Regions from separate parts of the Sus scrofa genome. Here regions 2 and 3 are each linked to region 1. Evidence: chromatin contacts called from public Hi-C and HiChIP or PLAC-seq data. All regions are on one chromosome and are shown on one strand. Each heading gives the region's core, a stretch centred on a gene start, on an enhancer-like site or on the middle of the called end of the contact. The rest is flanking DNA. Distances are from core to core; before and after follow the strand shown.

Region 1 (3,003 bases), core at 277-2,776:
TTCTGGGTTTGCTACCTGTTCGCATGTGCTGGAGACAGATGATTTATTTAGCAGGTATTTGTAGCTAGGGACAGTGGTTCTCAGCATTGCTGCACACTAGAATTACTTGGGAGGAGTTCCCATTGTGGCTCAGCAGTAACAAAACCCAGCTAGTATCCATGAGGACGCGGGTTCAATCCTTGGCCTTCTCAATGGGTTAAAGATCCTGTGTTAGGTTGTAGACACAGCTTGGATCCCATGTGGCCGGGTTGTAGCGGGCAACTACAGCTCTGATTCATCCCCTAGCCTGGGAACTGCCATACCCGTGGCCCTAAAAAGCAAAAAAAAATTACGTGGGGAACCTTAAAAGTTCTAGGCTGTACCTAAGAGCAAGTACATCAGAATCTCTGGGGTAGGCGTGGGCATCATTGTCCCGGGAGATTCCAACTCTGCAGCTCAGGGAGAGATCTGGTGTGGGGCTGTGAGGGCACAGCTTTGCACACCAGAAAATACTTAAATTGGTTTTATTCCTCTGAGGTATCTAAGATGGGGTTGGACTATATTTAAGAAAGAAAACCTTCAGGGAGTTCCCATTGCGGCACAGCAGAAACGAATCTCACTGGTATCCTTGAGGATATGGGTTCAATCCCTGGCCTCTGGGTTGGGGGTCTAGTGTTTCTGTGAGTGGTGGTGTAGGTCGCAGACACAGCTTGGATCCTGAGCGTAGACTGCCAGCTACAGCTCTGATTCGACCCCTTGCCTGGGAACTTTCGTATGTTGCCACAGGTGCGGCCCAAAAAAGGAAAAGAAACCAAATCTTCCGTTACTCATTGAGCCGCATCTCATTGCCAGGTTCTGGGCATGTGTGTGGGGAGTAGGCTTTTTGAGGCCTAGGAGCTGGGGTTTCTGGTGCATGGGGCTTGGCTGAAAAAGAAGTCTGGGTGCTGAAACCCTGGGAGCTGCCCAGGACACTTGTGTCAGAGAGATGAGGGACAGGGAGGGGTGCAAAAGAGGAGGTAATCGCTGCTTCCCCCAAAGTCCCTGCCTACCAGCCTCAGTAAACCCACCTCCATGTCTCTGCCAGGCCATGGTGGCATGTTACCCAGGCAACGGGCTGGGGTACGTGAGACACGTTGACAATCCCCACGGCGATGGGCGCTGCATCACCTGTATCTATTACCTGAATCAGAACTGGGACGTCAAGGTAGGGGGTCGCTGTTGGGGTGGCCTGCATCCATTTCATTTTTCACTCCCAGCTCAGCTTCTAGCATTGTCTTATTTATTTTTTCAACCCGCGGGGGGGGCGCTGTAATCTGCCCAGTAGCTCTTCCTGGGAAGTGGACCTCCTCTCCAGCTGACTGTGTGGTAGCCGTTCTCCCCTCTTTGGGAAATGGGGCTGTCTGCCCAGCCCCCAGCCTAATGAAAGCTTCTCCCACCCCATATCCTGTAGTCTTCAGTAGCTTCCTGCCCATCTCCATGGTGACGCGGACTCTGGGCTGTCATTTTAAGAGCCTGAGTGGTGGGAGGGAGGGAGTGGCGTGTGCAGCTACTCTGCCCCCTGGTGGGCTCCTGGAGGCCGGCAGTGCAGGGGGACAGGGCGGCTCTAGGCAGGACTAACGGGCCTCCTGCCTCGTTCTCGAATGCTCTCAGGTGCATGGCGGCCTGCTGCAGATATTCCCAGAGGGCCGGCCTGTGGTAGCCAACATCGAGCCACTCTTTGACCGGCTGCTCATTTTCTGGTCTGATCGGCGGAACCCCCATGAGGTGAAACCAGCCTATGCCACCAGGTAAGGTCCATACTTCTGAGGATGTGCCCAGGCGCTCGCCCTTGTGCCAACAAAGGCTTGTCAGATCCCTGGAGTGACTAGGAAGTGATGAAGTGCTGTGAGAGCGCCTGCATGGGAGCAGCCGGGCTCAGAAGGGTGGATATGGTGGCTGGAATTGAAGAAAAGTGATCCCTAACCACCCCTTGGGGCTGCTCTGGTCCCCAGGTATGCCATCACTGTCTGGTATTTTGACGCCAAGGAGAGAGCAGCAGCCAAAGACAAGTATCAGCTAGGTACTTGCTTCCCAAATGGTGTCCCCTCCCTCAAGTCCTCCCTAGCCCTCAAGCCGCCCCACTGGGGTCACTGAATCCTGCCACTCATTCCTCCCTCTTTGCCTACCTTCTCTAGGTAGTTCACTCTCTTGTTACCCCCAGCATGAGCCCCATTTCTTCCTGGTGCTCTCCCCATTTTCCCAGGGTTCTTTGACCTTCTTGTCCCTTCCCTGATGACTCAATCACCTGTCTCACCCCCAGCAGCAGGACAGAAAGGTGTCCAAGTACCTGTATCGCAGCCAACTACGCCCACCTAGTGGCCAGCCCCAGAGCTGCATGGACAGCCGGCTTGCCCTGACTTCAGAGAGCCCTGGGCCCTGGTGCTGCCAGGCCAGCAGCCCACCAGTCTCAGTGCCTGCTCCTTCCCCGCCACCGCCTCTGCTTCTGACTTTGCCTCTGTCCTGCCTGGTGTGGAGGGCTCCGTCCAACGCTGAGGACCAAGGAGGAGGAGAGACCTCTCCTGCCCTGGGATGGGGACTGGGGTTGTGACCCGGGCAGAGGCCAGTGCTGGGGGCTGCCGTTACTGGAGCTGGGCCCCTGTGTCCTGCCCTGTTTGGTCATTCCCCCTCTCAGGTTTGGAGAGCTGGAAGGAGGCACTGCCACCTCCCACCAGGATGCAGGATTTGAGGTTGGGGTGAGTCATGGCCTCTTGCTGGCAAAGGTTTATGGGGGGAGTATCCCCAAGCCCCCTACTCCTCCAGCCTGGAATGTGAAGTGACTCCCCAACCCCTTTGGCCATGGCACCTTTTGGACTAGGCTGCCACTGCTTGGGCAGGATGAAAGGTGCTGGGAGGAGCATGGGCGTGAAAGTTGTCAGCCAAGAAATAAAAGTTTACCTCAGCTGCACACACCTGACTTTCTCACTCCCTCTGGGTACGAAGATTCCTCCACCTGCAACTCAGGGCTTTTATTGACCAGAGGGGGTA
Region 2 (3,003 bases), core at 369-2,868, 220 kb before region 1:
TTTTTGATTATATTTTCGTTTCGTTTCGGCATTTCCCCCCATGCATATAGTTTTTTTAAAAAAAATGTACTACCATAGTTCCCGTCATGGCTCAGTGGTTAACGAATCCGACTAGGAACCATGAGGTTTCAGGTTTGATCCCTGGCCTTGCTCAGTGGGTTAAGGATCCGGTGTTGCCGTGAGCTGTGGTGTAGGTTGCAGATGCAGCTCGGATCCCACGTTGCTGTGGCTCTGGCGAAGGCCGGTGGCTACAGCTCCGATTCGACCCCTAGCCTGGGAACCTCCATATCCTTCTGCGGGTGTGGCCCTAGAAATGGCAAAAAGATTAAAAAAAAAAAATGTACCACAGTAACAAATCAGATAGTATGCATGAGGATGTGGGTTCGATCCCTGGCCTCACTCAGTGGGTTAAGGATTCGGCGTTGCAGTGAGCTGTGGTGTAGGTCACAGACACGGCCCAGATCTGGTGTGGCTGTGGCTATGGTGTAGGCTGGCAGCTGCAGCTCTGATTTGACCCCTTGCCTGGGAACCTCCATATGCTGCAGGTGCAGTCCTAAAAAGACAAAAAGTAAAAATAAAAAGCTGTGCTGGGGGGGATGCTCTGTGAAGCATTAATGTGGTGCCAAAAGTTGGAGCTGGCTACAGTTCACCTGACGCTGACGGACTTGCCCCAGTTCTCAGGTCATTTAATGCTGTCCGCCCAGCAGCAAATGAGAGCTCCTGACCCCTACTCATCAACACTTGGTATTGTCAGGCTTTTGTTTTGTTTTGTTTTTTTGCCATTTTCTTTGGCCGCTCTCGCGGCATATGGAGGTTCCCAGGCTAGGGGTCTAATCGGAGCTGTAGCAGCCGGCTTACGCCACAGCCACAGCAACGCGGGATCCGAGCCACATCTGCAACCTGCACCACAGCTCACGGCAACACCAGATCCTTAACCCACTGAAGGCCAGGGATCAAACCCGCAACCTCATGGTTCCTAGTCGGATTCATTAACTACTGAGCCACGATGGGAACTCCTGTCAGACTTTTTAGATGTTTTCCCTGTCTGATGGATGGGAAGTGTATCTCACGGTGGTCTTTTTTTTTTCTTCTTCTTCTTCCTGTAGTCTTTGCTTTTGCATTTTGGGGAGCATGCATGACCTCGAGTGTCCTTATCTCCCTTTTTGGCCATTTAGGTTTCAAAGGGAGGGTTTGGGGCCTCCTGCCCTAAACCAGTGCAGAGTCCCTCTCTGTACTCTGTTCCCTGCACATGGGGGTTCAGCCCCACCAGGCCCTGGAGACCATGAAGTGGGGTCCCCTTTGTTTAAAGGAGAGACAGCCCCAGGGCAGACAGGAGACTGGCCCCGGGGTCACACAGCAATGGGCAGGCCCCAGCTCAGGACTCCTGGGCTAATTCCCCAGCAGAGGGAGCACGAGGTGGGCAGTGACTCAATGGGCCAAGGCCCCCAGATGTAGCCCAGCTGAGCCTAAGAAGCTGCCACTGGGGAGAAAGGCCTCCCTGCTGCCTGGGGAGAAAGGCTTCCCTGCTGCCCCTGGGCCCGCCTGAGAGCCCAGGCCTGGGCGTGCGCAGGAGGGAGGGTGTCGTCCAGCTGGGCACACTTCCTGGCTGCCCCGCCCCTCAGGCTGCCAGGGCCAGGCTCAGCTGGGGGAGGTGCTGGCTCAGGGTCTGAGGCGCGGGATGTGAGTGATCCGTCCCCCTCTGCTTCATCGGAGCCTGTCTCCCACTCCTGCTCCTCCAGTTCCTCTGTGTCTGTTTCTTTTAATTTTCTTTCTCCCATCTCTCTGTCTCTCTCTGTACCTGTCTCAGTGCCTCTGTTTTTTTTTTTTTTTTGTCTTTTTAGGGCCACACCTAAAGTATATGAAAGTTCCCAGCTACAGAACTGTAGCTGCTGCTCTACGCCACAACCATGGCAACGTGGGATCCAAGCTGTGTCTGCGACCTACACCAGAGCTCACAGCAACGCCGGATCCTTAACCCACCGGGTGAGGCCAGGGATCAAACCTGCATCCTCATGGATACTAGTTGGATTCGTTTCTGCTGAGCCACGATGGGAACTCCCCATGCCTCTTTATCTCTGTCTTACTCTCTTCTCTCGTCTCTTTTTATTCCAATTCTCCATCTTTCTCCCCCCCCCCACCTTTTCTTTATGACCACACCCATGGCGTGGGGAGGTTCCAGGGCCAGGGGTCAAACCCACAGCACAGCAGTGACAATGCCAGGTCCCTAACCCGCTGAGCCACCAGGGAACTCTTCTTCCCCTCTCCCTTGATCTCTCCTTTTCCCTGTGTCCTCCTCATGTCCTTCCCCTTGTCCCCCATCCCAGCTGCTACAGCGGCCTTCCTAGAACCCCACCTCCCAGGTCTAGGCCACATGACCGAGTCTTCCTGCAGGGCCTCCGCCAATTGTCCTTCCTGGCTGAGTGGCCAGATGGTGGAGTCCTGGGCCCCTGCTTTTCCAGTCTCCGGGGGCCTGACCAGCTGGTCTGGCTCAGCCACCAGTTCTTGCTTGGGGAGGGTTGGGGAGAGCTGGGCTCCTGCCACCTGAGGGGGACCAACCAGGGGAAAATGCACTGGAGGCTTTGCAGCTGCTGGGCTGGATCCCTGGGGACTCCTTGCCTCCCCCGCCCTCAGCAAGGCTCTTTTTCTGGCCAAGGAAACACCCTCTTCCCTCCTTTTCATCCGTGGTCCAGCATTCTTTCGTCTAGCTCAGCATGGCCAGGGGAAGAGTCCAGAGTCCGGAGCTACACTGTCCAGAGTTTGAATCCCCTTTGTACTCCCATGTGACTGATGGCACATAACCCCATCTTTCTGAGTCTGATTGTCCCCGATTAGGGAAAAGCAGAGTGACTGAGGGCCACTAGGGTTTTGTGGTCACATGGTCCTGGGTTCAGATTCTGGATTGTGCAGTTTTTCCTCTGGACCAGGCATTGTTCCTCTCTGAGCCTCAGTTTCACCAACTGGAATATGGGAAGGCAGCAGGTGGGTCCGAGTATGAGTCAGGTT
Region 3 (3,003 bases), core at 375-2,874, 210 kb after region 1:
CAAGGACTTGGCGGCCTATCCTAGGGACTCCCCCGAGACCTGGGACATGACCATGCTCTTATGCCCTCTTTTCCTGTAACAACAGGAAAGACCTGCAGTCTTGTTTTGCTCAGCCCATGGCTGCTTCCTGATAGGAATTTGTGGGGGCAGTGCCTTACTTGTTTTTGCCCCCTGTGCCCCCCTCTAGGATATGACACATAGCAGGTACCTAGAAGGGGAGGATGGGGGAGCATGTCACTGAACCCGAATTGGGTCCACTCACCCACCACGTAACTGGGTCATGGTGCAGAAAAGCACAGCACTTATTGCAGGGCGCAAAGCAAGAATGGGCAGCTCATGCTCAAAAGACCCAAACTCCCCAATGACTTCCAGGGAAGGTTTTGTTTTTTTTTTTAAGGCAACATTTGGGGTGAGGGTAACAGTTTGTGGACTTCCTTGTGATTGGTTGGTGGTGAGGTGACCGTGGTGTTTGGGGAAACTTAATCATCAACCCTCTGATTCCAACCAGTCTGGGGTCTACATGCTTGTGATGCATGTGGTCACCATCCTCCACCTGGGTGGGAGGTGGCGGGATGGGGGCGGGGCGTGGGGGGGGGTGTCGGCATCTGCAGGACAACTCAAAGATATGCATCCGATTGCTATGATTCTCACTTGAGGAGGAACTAGGGTTTTGTTTTATCAATGAACCGTTGTTTGAGCCATCGTTAATTTTCTTGCTCAACTGCTCCTTTGTTTGTGCATTCCCTCACTTCTCTAATTACCAGCTGCTTCAGTTTTTTCTTTAAAACTCAGAGAAGGGGAGTTCCCATCATGGCTCAGTGGTTAACAAATCCGACTAGGAACCAAGAGGTTGCGGGTTCAATCCCCGGCACCGCTCAGTGGGTTAAGGATCTGGCGTTGGAATGTTGCCGTGAGCTGTGGTGTAGTTTGCAGACTCGGCTTGGATCCCACGTTGCTGTTGCTCTGGCGAAGGCTGGCGGCTACAGCTCCGATTAGACCCCTAGCCTGGGAACCTCCATATGCCGCAGGTACGGCCCTAAAAAGAAAAAAAGAAAAAAACTCAGGGAAGGGCTAGGAGACTAAAGCTTTTTACTACAAAAAAGAAACAGGGGGAGTTCCCTTGTGGCTCAGCAAGTTAAGGATTCTGCGTTGTCACTACTGTGGCTCCAGTCGCTGCTGTGGCATGGGTTTGATCCTTGGCCTGGGAACTTCTTCATGCTGTGGGTGCAGCCAAAAAGAAGAAGAAGAAGGAGAAGCAAAAGCAGCAGGAGCAGCAGCAGCAAGGGACACAGAGGGGTTTAGTACCTAGGAGGACCCCACAAGTTCCGCTCATTTTCAATTCCCCTTTTTTTTGATAGTCCTCAGTCCTGAGGGGAACAGGGGTGGGAAAAGAAAGACAACATAGTTTGGAATAGAGAGGTTAATCATAACTCAGCAGGGAAACTGTTTTTAGGGGGACTCAGTTTCAAGAGCATGGGATGAAGTGGTGGATGAGGGAAGGGATGCGGAGATGGAATGTGGGAAATAGGACGGGCAAAAGCAGAAGACCAAAGAACATCACTGCCTGCGGTCTGATGTTACTCACAGCCAAGGGTGTTCTTAGAATCCAGGCCTAGGGGAGCAGGAAGGAAGCAAGACTCATCTTAAACTTCCCCTTTCCCCAGTTCTGGGTGCTGGGCAGGGCAGCTTTGCAGGAGGAAAGGCAAAGAAACTAAGATAAACGAGGCCGGGAAAAGAACATTCGGGGGAAGGCATAGGCCAGAGAGCAGGTGGTTCATCCCCAGTTAGCAAGTAGGGATCTGGAACCATAAGGCTTGGCGTTCTCTTGAGGCACTGCCACTCAGGTCGCTGCTGTGGCGCGGGTTCAATCTAGGGACCAGGAATTCCCACAGGCCATGGGCGTGCCAGCCCCCCCCTCCCCCCCGCAAAAGACAGAACTGGAAGACTTGGAGGACCCCAAGCAATATAAACTCCCAGCAATTTCCAGAACCTACCCACCACTCAGCCTGCTGGAACCCTGGGGTAGGTAGGCAGCCCCCAGAGTGATCTAAGAAAGAAAAGCCATGGTAGGAGGTTAATTTTAAAGAGTGTTACCCAGGGCCCCGTCCAGCCTAGATCAGAGGGTGTCTGATGGGCAGTATCGGTGGGGGTGGGGGGAAGGCGGGGTCCGGCGGAGAGGAGGAGAGGGCAGGATCCACCACACGTGACACCTTGACTGCAAATCTGTGTCGGGAACCTCTCAATCTTTGCTCTTTAGATTGAGAATTTGGAAACCCTGATGACTCTTTATTGGAATTTGAGAGACCAGCACATTGTATTCAAATCACTCCTTCAACAAAATATTTGTTGAGTACCTATGGTGTGCCAGACCCTGGGGAACACATCAGTGAACCAGACAGAGGTCCTTGTCGTCGTGGAGAGAATATTTTGGTGGAGGAAGACAGAATAAAAATATAAATCAACACATAAAGGAGTTCCCATCGTGGCTCAGCAGTAACAAGCCCAACTAGTATCCACGAGGATGAGGGTTCCATCTCCGGCCTCGCTCAGTGGGTTAAGGATCCAGTGTGGCCGTGAGCTGTGGTGTAGGTCGCATACGGGGCTTGGATCTGGTGTTGCTGTGGTTGTGGTGTAGGCCAGCAGCTATAGCTTTGACTCAACCCCTAGCCTGGACACTTCCATATGCCATAGGTTTGGCCCTAAAAAGACAAAAAAAAAAAAAAAAATCAAAATATGAGGTGCTTCCAAGAGTTCCCTTGTGGCTTAGCATGTTAAGGATCCTTCATTGTCAGAGCAGTGGTTCAGGTTACTGCCGTGGCATGGGGGCATGGGTTTGATCTCTGGTCTGGGAACTTCCACATGCCACCAGCACAGCCAAAAAAGAAAAAAGATGCTACCAGGTAGTAACAACAGGCTATGAAAATCTTGTACATATTTAACAAACTCATTCAAAGCTGATGATATGCCAAGTACTACTGTAAGTGCTTACAAAATGTTACCTCA

What was found. Hi-C and Micro-C count contacts between places; a contact is called where the count stands out from the background. HiChIP or PLAC-seq counts read pairs in DNA pulled down with a chosen protein or histone mark.
Region 2: a contact with region 1 is called in a Hi-C map of omental adipose tissue, with 1.6 times the contacts expected there. The contact joins two enhancer-like sites. A contact is called at or near these places in 6 of 47 Hi-C or Micro-C datasets (embryonic fibroblasts, epiblast stem cells, mesenteric adipose tissue and 3 more).
Region 3: a contact with region 1 is called in an H3K27ac HiChIP or PLAC-seq map of alveolar macrophages. The contact joins two enhancer-like sites. A contact is called at or near these places in 1 of 47 Hi-C or Micro-C datasets (heart right ventricle) and 1 of 2 datasets of contacts at active chromatin or transcription factors (alveolar macrophages).

The regions. Positions count from the first base shown.
Region 1 is chr6:49,007,120-49,010,122 of Sscrofa11.1, forward strand. MIA (melanoma-derived growth regulatory protein) reads left to right here. Exons shown (of 14, transcript XM_021094410.1): 11 at 1-1,183; 12 at 1,630-1,766; 13 at 1,971-2,038; 14 at 2,279-2,923. It overlaps RAB4B (ras-related protein Rab-4B), which reads left to right. Exons shown (of 12, transcript XM_003481855.4): 9 at 1-1,183; 10 at 1,630-1,766; 11 at 1,971-2,038; 12 at 2,279-2,923. It overlaps EGLN2 (egl nine homolog 2), which reads left to right. Exons shown (of 6, transcript XM_013988588.2): 3 at 1,064-1,183; 4 at 1,630-1,766; 5 at 1,971-2,038; 6 at 2,279-2,923. The coding sequence ends at 2,334. Among named protein-coding and RNA genes, the nearest start is that of EGLN2, 6.4 kb to the left of the region's middle. Within about 2 kb of position 1,527, at least 22 of the 83 cell types and tissues checked have an H3K27ac peak or open chromatin away from gene starts, as enhancers often do. A contact at or near this core is called in alveolar macrophages and omental adipose tissue, where this site is marked.
Region 2 is chr6:48,785,278-48,788,280 of Sscrofa11.1, forward strand. All of the region lies in intron 20 of SPTBN4 (spectrin beta chain, non-erythrocytic 4), which reads left to right. Among named protein-coding and RNA genes, the nearest start is that of SHKBP1, 26 kb to the right of the region's middle. Within about 2 kb of position 1,619, at least 4 of the 83 cell types and tissues checked have an H3K27ac peak or open chromatin away from gene starts, as enhancers often do. A contact at or near this core is called in omental adipose tissue, where this site is marked.
Region 3 is chr6:49,213,502-49,216,504 of Sscrofa11.1, forward strand. No RefSeq gene overlaps it. Among named protein-coding and RNA genes, the nearest start is that of AXL, 31 kb to the right of the region's middle. Within about 2 kb of position 1,625, at least 4 of the 83 cell types and tissues checked have an H3K27ac peak or open chromatin away from gene starts, as enhancers often do. A contact at or near this core is called in alveolar macrophages, where this site is marked.